Regions from separate parts of the Sus scrofa genome. Here region 2 is linked to region 1. Evidence: chromatin contacts called from public Hi-C data. All regions are on one chromosome and are shown on one strand. Each heading gives the region's core, a stretch centred on a gene start, on an enhancer-like site or on the middle of the called end of the contact. The rest is flanking DNA. Distances are from core to core; before and after follow the strand shown. Region 1 overlaps TTC39A (tetratricopeptide repeat protein 39A). Region 2 holds the start of RNF11 (RING finger protein 11).

The links. A called contact is a pair of places that touch in the nucleus more often than the background predicts.
Region 2: a Hi-C map of retroperitoneal adipose tissue shows a contact between it and region 1, with 2.4 times the contacts expected there. The contact joins the promoter of RNF11 here to the enhancer-like site in region 1. A contact is called at or near these places in 2 of 5 promoter capture datasets (fetal liver and liver), 11 of 47 Hi-C or Micro-C datasets (alveolar macrophages, embryonic fibroblasts, fetal heart ventricle and 6 more) and 2 of 2 datasets of contacts at active chromatin or transcription factors (alveolar macrophages and skeletal muscle).

What each region holds. Positions count from the first base shown.
Region 1 is chr6:160,844,065-160,847,498 of Sscrofa11.1, forward strand. It overlaps TTC39A (tetratricopeptide repeat protein 39A), which reads left to right. Exons shown (of 18, transcript XM_021096670.1): 13 at 2,818-2,909. Among named protein-coding and RNA genes, the nearest start is that of TTC39A, 39 kb to the left of the region's middle. Within about 2 kb of position 1,952, at least 13 of the 83 cell types and tissues checked have an H3K27ac peak or open chromatin away from gene starts, as enhancers often do. A contact at or near this core is called in fetal liver and retroperitoneal adipose tissue, where this site is marked.
Region 2 is chr6:160,910,132-160,913,289 of Sscrofa11.1, forward strand. It overlaps RNF11 (RING finger protein 11), which reads right to left and starts at 1,582. Exons shown (of 3, transcript XM_003482086.4): 1 at 923-1,582. The coding sequence starts at 1,045.

The DNA.
Region 1 (3,434 bases), core at 702-3,201:
GGAGGGGAGGAAGTGGGAGGGCATCCCAAACCAAGAGAGCAACCAGGGCCAAAGGCTCGGAAGCTAGGGTGCTGCCAAGAGGTTCTGGGCCAGCAGATGAAGGTTTGTGGGTGAACACGCAAGGGGACTGCGGAGAGACCGTCCCGCTAAGCCATTTATGGAAGCTTCTTGAGAACAAGGGCCGTCTGACTGCACAAAGCCTGGTAGGATTATCCAGCACAATAAGTATATGGGGTCAATAGGCAAACAGGTAACTCTGGTGACTCGCATCAGAGAAGGGGCTGCTGTTTCCATCAGTGTGGCTCCGTAACCTCCCTTGATGACTTGGACATGTGTGGGTCTCGCAGCTGTCGGTCACTGCATGCGTCCTAATTCTCTTTGACTCACTGGGGGTGTGCTGTCCAGGGGGCATAGCAGAAGGCTCTTTGAGGATGAGCCCGGCAGAGAAGGGACAGTGGCATTCCAGGGACAGGGACAGCACAGGCCAAGGCCTAGGTGAGTTTAAGGAATGATGGGAAATAAGTGGCCAGAAGAGGAGGAGCCAGGAAAGCAGGTCATGAGCGGCTGTCTGGGCGCTAGTCTGACAGTAGGGAATCCCCCTGATGCTTGTGGCTTAGATTCGTGCCTTAAGAGATCCTCCTGCAGTCACACCAGATCCCATTCTCGGGCAGGACATGGCAGCGAACCAAGCAAAGGATCCCTCAAGGCTTGTGTTCTAATGGTAGGAGACAAGAAACAAATACCTGTGCAGTGTGAGACAATGTCAGGTTCTGGTGAGTGCCATAAAGAAAACTCAGTCCTTAGAGTTCCCATTGTGGCTCAGCAATAACAAACCCAACTAGTATCCATGAGGATGGGGGTTCGATCCTTGACCCCGCTCAGTGGGCTAAGGATCTGGCCTTGCCGTGAGCTGTGGTGTAGGTCGCAGAGGAGGCTCAGATCTGGTGTTGCTGTGACCGTGGTGTAGGCCAGCAGCTGCAGCTCTGATTCGACCCCTGGCCTGGGAACCTCCTTATGCCGAGGGTGTGGTCCTAAAAAGCAAAGAGTCCAGGTAAGGATGCTGGGCATGATGGAGGGCATGATGGAACAGCGTGGCCAGGGAGGGCTGTCTGAGAAGAAATGGGGTGAAGGAGCAAGCCATGTGGCCATCTCAGTTAAGAATGTTCCAGGCAAAGAGCACGGTAGATGCAGGGGGAGTGGAGGAGGAAGCTGAAGCCGTGAGTTGATGTGTTCTGGAAACAGCCTGGAGACCAGTGTGGCCAGAAGATATGAATGAGGGGGCAGCAGTGGGAGATGACGGTGGAGAGGAAGCTGGGGGGAGGCTGGATAGGGCCCCACAGGCCATGACAGGGAATTTGGCTGTTATCCTGAGTGCGATGGGACATGAGGGGAAGACTTTCAGGAGTGATTGACATGATCTGAGTTTCAAAAGTCAGAGTGGCGATGCTGCGAGAGTGGCTTGCGGGGGCAGGAGTGGGAGCAGATCCGTTGGCAGACCACGTGCACTAGGGCAGTAGAAAGGCATCGCTGGTGGCCTGGAGCAGGGAGACAGCGTGGAGGCTGGTGCAATAACAGGTGAAGGATGGGGCAGGGCCCGTGAGATTTGAGAGCCAAATAGCAGGTAAAATCTTGAGGACTTGGTGGCTCACTAGCAGGGCAGGGAGAGGGAGCCGGCACAGTTGACACCGCCAGGTTAGAGATGGGACAGGGAACAGATTTCACTGAGGGAGCTGCTGCTCAGCACACCCCGCACTGACCAGCTTCTCCTCTTTTTGTGAAGGGCAGACTGAGGTGCTGAGGGCAGAGTGGAATGGGAGTAGCCCTGGGATTCACCCTGAGGGGGGTTGCCAGGTGCATGTGGCTTTCCACCTTCTGCAAAGACTGGACTCGAGGATGGCCTGCTTCCTTCCCCCTCCGTTTCTTTCTGAGCTGGTTCCTGGGTAGCAGCCCCAGGTGACTGTTATTCAAGACTCCGCCACTGGAGGGCAGCACCGAGCCAGGCTCCCGGGCACAGACTTCAGGCAAAGGGGTGCGGCTTTCAGGGATGGATTCTCTGGGGCGGAGGTGGAGGGGGGGCACTCTGCGGAGCGGCCCCTCCCTTGTCACTGGCAGCTGTGGATCCTGTTGGCAAGGCCCCTGAAGCCACACCAATCCGAGGTCATTCCCACTTCTGTCCCTGTTCAGCTCTGCGGTCCCAGGGAGCAGAGGTGGGATACAGCTTGCTTCCGGGCATCGTCTTTGCGATCAAGTGAGGTGATGCCCGTAAAGTACCTGGCACACAGTAGGCAGTGTCACCAAGGGACCCTGAGCTGAGCCCTGACCCGGGTTCCTGCTCATTCTTCTGGCCTCATACCTCTTCTTTTACACATCCCAGGCTTTCTGCCGCTGATTCGTGTCCTACTTAGACATCTCTGCCGTCTCTGGCTTTGAACAGGCTGTTCCCTTTTTCTGTCTCTGTGAATCGTACCCTCGGCATTCGAGGGCCCAGTCTGCCACAGCTGCTTCCCAGGAGCCCCGCGACCCCGTCTCTGCGCCCCTGTCCTCAGCACAGGCTCATACACCCACTAGCTCTTGAGTCCACCCTGCTGCTTCCGAGTGGGGAGAGCAGCTGCCTAAACACGGCGCATCGTGGAATTCACTCCCGGCTCAAGTCCTCAGCTGCCTCCGCTTCTTCCCCGGTTTCTTCCGCTGGGCTTGAGGATAATGTACTGTTAGCTCTCCCTGGGCCACAGTGAGGTCCCGGTGTGGTGTCTGCGCAGTTTGGGACTGTGACTGGAGGGCGGGGTGCTCCTACCTGACTCTACTCTCCGCTCACAGGCCACCTACATCTACATGAAAGCCGCCTACCTCAGCATGTTCGGGAAGGACGACCACAAGCCATTCGGGGATGACGAGGTGGAGTTGTTTCGGTGGGTCTGACCATTGCACCCTCCCCTGAGCAGAGGGAGGTGGTGTGGTTGTCATCTCCTGGGCTCTGCGCCCCCTGACCCTCTGCCAGGGTCCCCCCACATGCCTGTCACCCCCTCCTACTGCCGCTGCTCGTTAGTCCTTCGTCTGTTCAGAGGTTTTCTTTCGCAAAAGTGGTTTTATCAACATCCTTTACACGGAAGCACTTTCATCTGGGGGTAGGACAGATGTGGACACTGAAGTCCAGAGAGGTTCCTTCTGCTGAGTTAACCTGATACACTCAGAAAACCACAGACTTGGAATCAAACAAACAGGATTAGACTTAGCCTCTGCCATTTGTTAGCTGTGTCATCTTGGACAATTCCAGCATCTACAAAACGGGAATAACAACCTCTGCTTTGCAAGGTTCGTGGCAAATCAAATAGAGAATAGATTTAAAGAGCCTGGCATAGGGCCTGGAGCCACTAAGTGGAGGCTGCTTTTATTCTTATCTGCACTGCTGTGTTTGCCTCCTCTGAGAGGCCTGG
Region 2 (3,158 bases), core at 332-2,831, 66 kb after region 1:
TTAAAACTGAAAAACTAGACAAAAGGTTTATATATATACATAAATATTATGTATTATAGTATCTACGTATCTATTTTGAATTTTCTAAAGAGGTCTTTAGCTCTTTACTAATTGTGTAAAGACAGCTGAAGCTGCTGACTGCTGTGCAAAAGGCAATGAAGCTGTTTGGGAGAGAAGCCTTTGATACAAAGGGAGAACCACAAGTAAGAGAAGGTATTTCTCAAGTAAGGTTTAAAGGTTTCCAGAGTTCAAGATAATCACGTTCTATTAAGTCAGCGCGTTTAAAAGGTGTGTCATAGGGGTGGAGCAAAAGGATTAAGGATTAAAATTTTTAATTTACTATATATATAAACAAGTAATCCTTGGTGCTGCTCGAACCAAAAAAACTACCTGAAAATCTCCCGAGCTGAGGGAGAAATGAATGCTTACCAGATCCAATTAATCCTACCAGATCCAATTAATCCAAACAAGGTAGGGAGGAAAGGATGGTCACACTTGGAAGTATAAATGAGGTGGGGGTTAACCACCTATCCACAACCCATAATTCATCGCACCTGGCGATGCGATGTGGCAATCGTCTCCAAACCTCACAGTTCAGACTCCACGACTCAGACATAAAGGCAGGAAAATGTCACTTCCAAACTCCACAAGCTAACCACTAGCCACCGGCCAAGGGGACATAATCATATATCCGAATTTCAGAACTCAAGGACAGAAGTACCATCCCCACATCGAGGTGAAAGAGTCCCCCTATTTCTGGAAGTGAAGAGCAGTCGCCCTCAAATTCAGTCCTAAGCGTGTCAGTGCCCCTGAGGCCAGGTCTTACCGAAACCAAGGGCAGTGACAGCCCGAAGCCCCCACGACCTCGGCCAGAGCTGCCTCTGCTCCTCGCACCCCCCTTCCCCACACACACCCTCCGTACCTGATATGGCGGCGGCGGCTCCTGATCCGGCTCCGTCCCCTCGCCAAAGCTAGCCCGGTCGGACTGAGACTCGTGAAGCAGGGAGATGTCATCTGAAGTGGGGGATTTGAGGCAGTTCCCCATCTTCTGGGGTTGGGGTGTGTGATCTAGGGGAGGAAGAAAGCAGCGGCGGGGTCCTTCGCACGCTCTGCGGTCAGCCCCGGTCAGCGACGTGGGGTCGAGTGGCAGGCCGGGGCTCAGGCGGCAGCGGCTCCCCCGCCCCCCGGCGCCGCCGAAGGGCCGCTCATGCCAGCCCCCGGGGTTGGGGGCTTAAGGCTGGGCCGCGGGCTCGGCTGGGGTCGCGGCGGTTGCCTCCTACGAGGCGGCGGCTGCCTCCTACGAGGCGGCGGCGGCGGCGGCGGCGGCGGGGGGGGGGGGGGGCGGGGAGACGAAGAACTTCCCCACCCCGCCCCCCCGCGGGGCGGCGGCGGCCACGAAGCTGTTGGGCCTAATCCAGGTCAGGAGGGGGGGGCGCGGCCGTCGCGGCTCCCTCAGCTGCTGCCTCAGCTGCTGCTGCCCCCGCCGACGCCGGAGCCGCAGCCGCGGGCCTCATCCTACACCGCCTCAAAGCGGCGGCGGCGGCCAGAACGAGGCCAGCTGCGGCCCTGCGTCACGCCGCCGTGCGTGCCCTGGTCCCGCCCCCGGCGTTGGGAGGTGTAGGCGGCGCCGGCCCCGCCTACCCGGTTCCCAACAGCTGTTCCCCGGGCTGCGTCAGTCTCTGCTTCTCCGACAATTAGCTGGGGACCGAAACCTCTGAAAGCTCTCTTGGGTCTCCTTGCCTCCCCACATCCACTGCTCCCTCCCCGCTTGCCTCACTTCACACCTGTACGCTGTTTTGTCAGTCTTCTCACGACCTTCTGCCTAGTTATCTATTTATGAACCCGTATTTGAATGGATCACTCCCATTATTAACATATTAAAAGGTTTACCATTTATCCCTTCAAATAAAGTCCAGACTCATTAAGGAAACTTTCCTAGCTCCCCAATCGCTTCCTGATCCTCCTATATCACAGCCAGAAAGATTCTTCTTCCAACTATACTAACTGAATGCTCTATTTCTTTTTTTTTTTTTTCCCACTGTACAGCAAGGGGGTCAGGTTATCCTTACATGTATACATTACAATTAGGTTTTTTCCCCCACCCTTTGTTCTGTTGCAACATGAGTATCTAGACATAGTTCTTGAATGCTCTATTTCTTTCCATTCCCACCACCATAGTACAAGTTACCATCATATTTCTATTGTTGTACTTGGAACCCTTCCCCCTGCATTCACCATTGCCCCTATTCAATCCACTATTTGTTCAGTCCAGTTTTCTTTTTAAAATGTAAAGCTGATGTCCCTAGGGGGAATTTAAACTTTTTAAAATCTTCAATGGCTTCCCAATGCTGTTATGGCTAAGCATTAATTCTTAAATGGTTTACAAATCTGGCTACCTCCTCGATCTCATTAGACATTGTTCCCTGACATATTCTACACTCTAGGATGCCTAAATAAAGTAGTCCAGTTATCTAGAAGGGATAACTTTTACCTTTTAAAAGTTAAAACGCTAAGGCTTTACCCACACTGTTTCTCTGACAGAAACTCACTTCCGCCCACTTCTGACCTTATACCTCCCATCAAGCTAAACATTATCCCCACTTGTCCTTCCTGGACTCAACTTTGGTTCCACTGGGAAGCCTCTCCTAATCGTGGAGTCTGGTTGCCTAGTTGCCTCTCCCTGAGCTTTTCTCTATTACAGTCTGATCAAGCTGAATCATCTGTCTCTCCTCTGTGCAGGGCCTGGCACATTGCTTAAGGGAGAGTAGTCTCTCTTCTTAGTTGAATGAACCAAGAGCCCAAGAAGCAATGTATGTAAAGGAAAGAAATAAGAAGGATGAGAATGTTCCTAATGGTTATTCATTCGACAAGAAGACAAAAAGTGAGTCTTGACTCTCTTTCCTTTCATTCATCATTTACTGATTTTTTTTCTTTTTCTTTTTCACACTAGACCCTATACTAGGCACTAGGGAAACATAGCTTGTTCTTGATGGAGCCCAGAGTCCAGCTGGAAAGAAAAGTAAACAGACAAGTTCTTTTGCCACCCTCATCAAAGGTTTTGGGAGGAGAGATGATAGAAAGAAAGATAGATAGATATAAAGTCATAATTTCCATTTATTAGCCTGGGCACTGAAAGGTTTGTATTGACATTCCTGTTT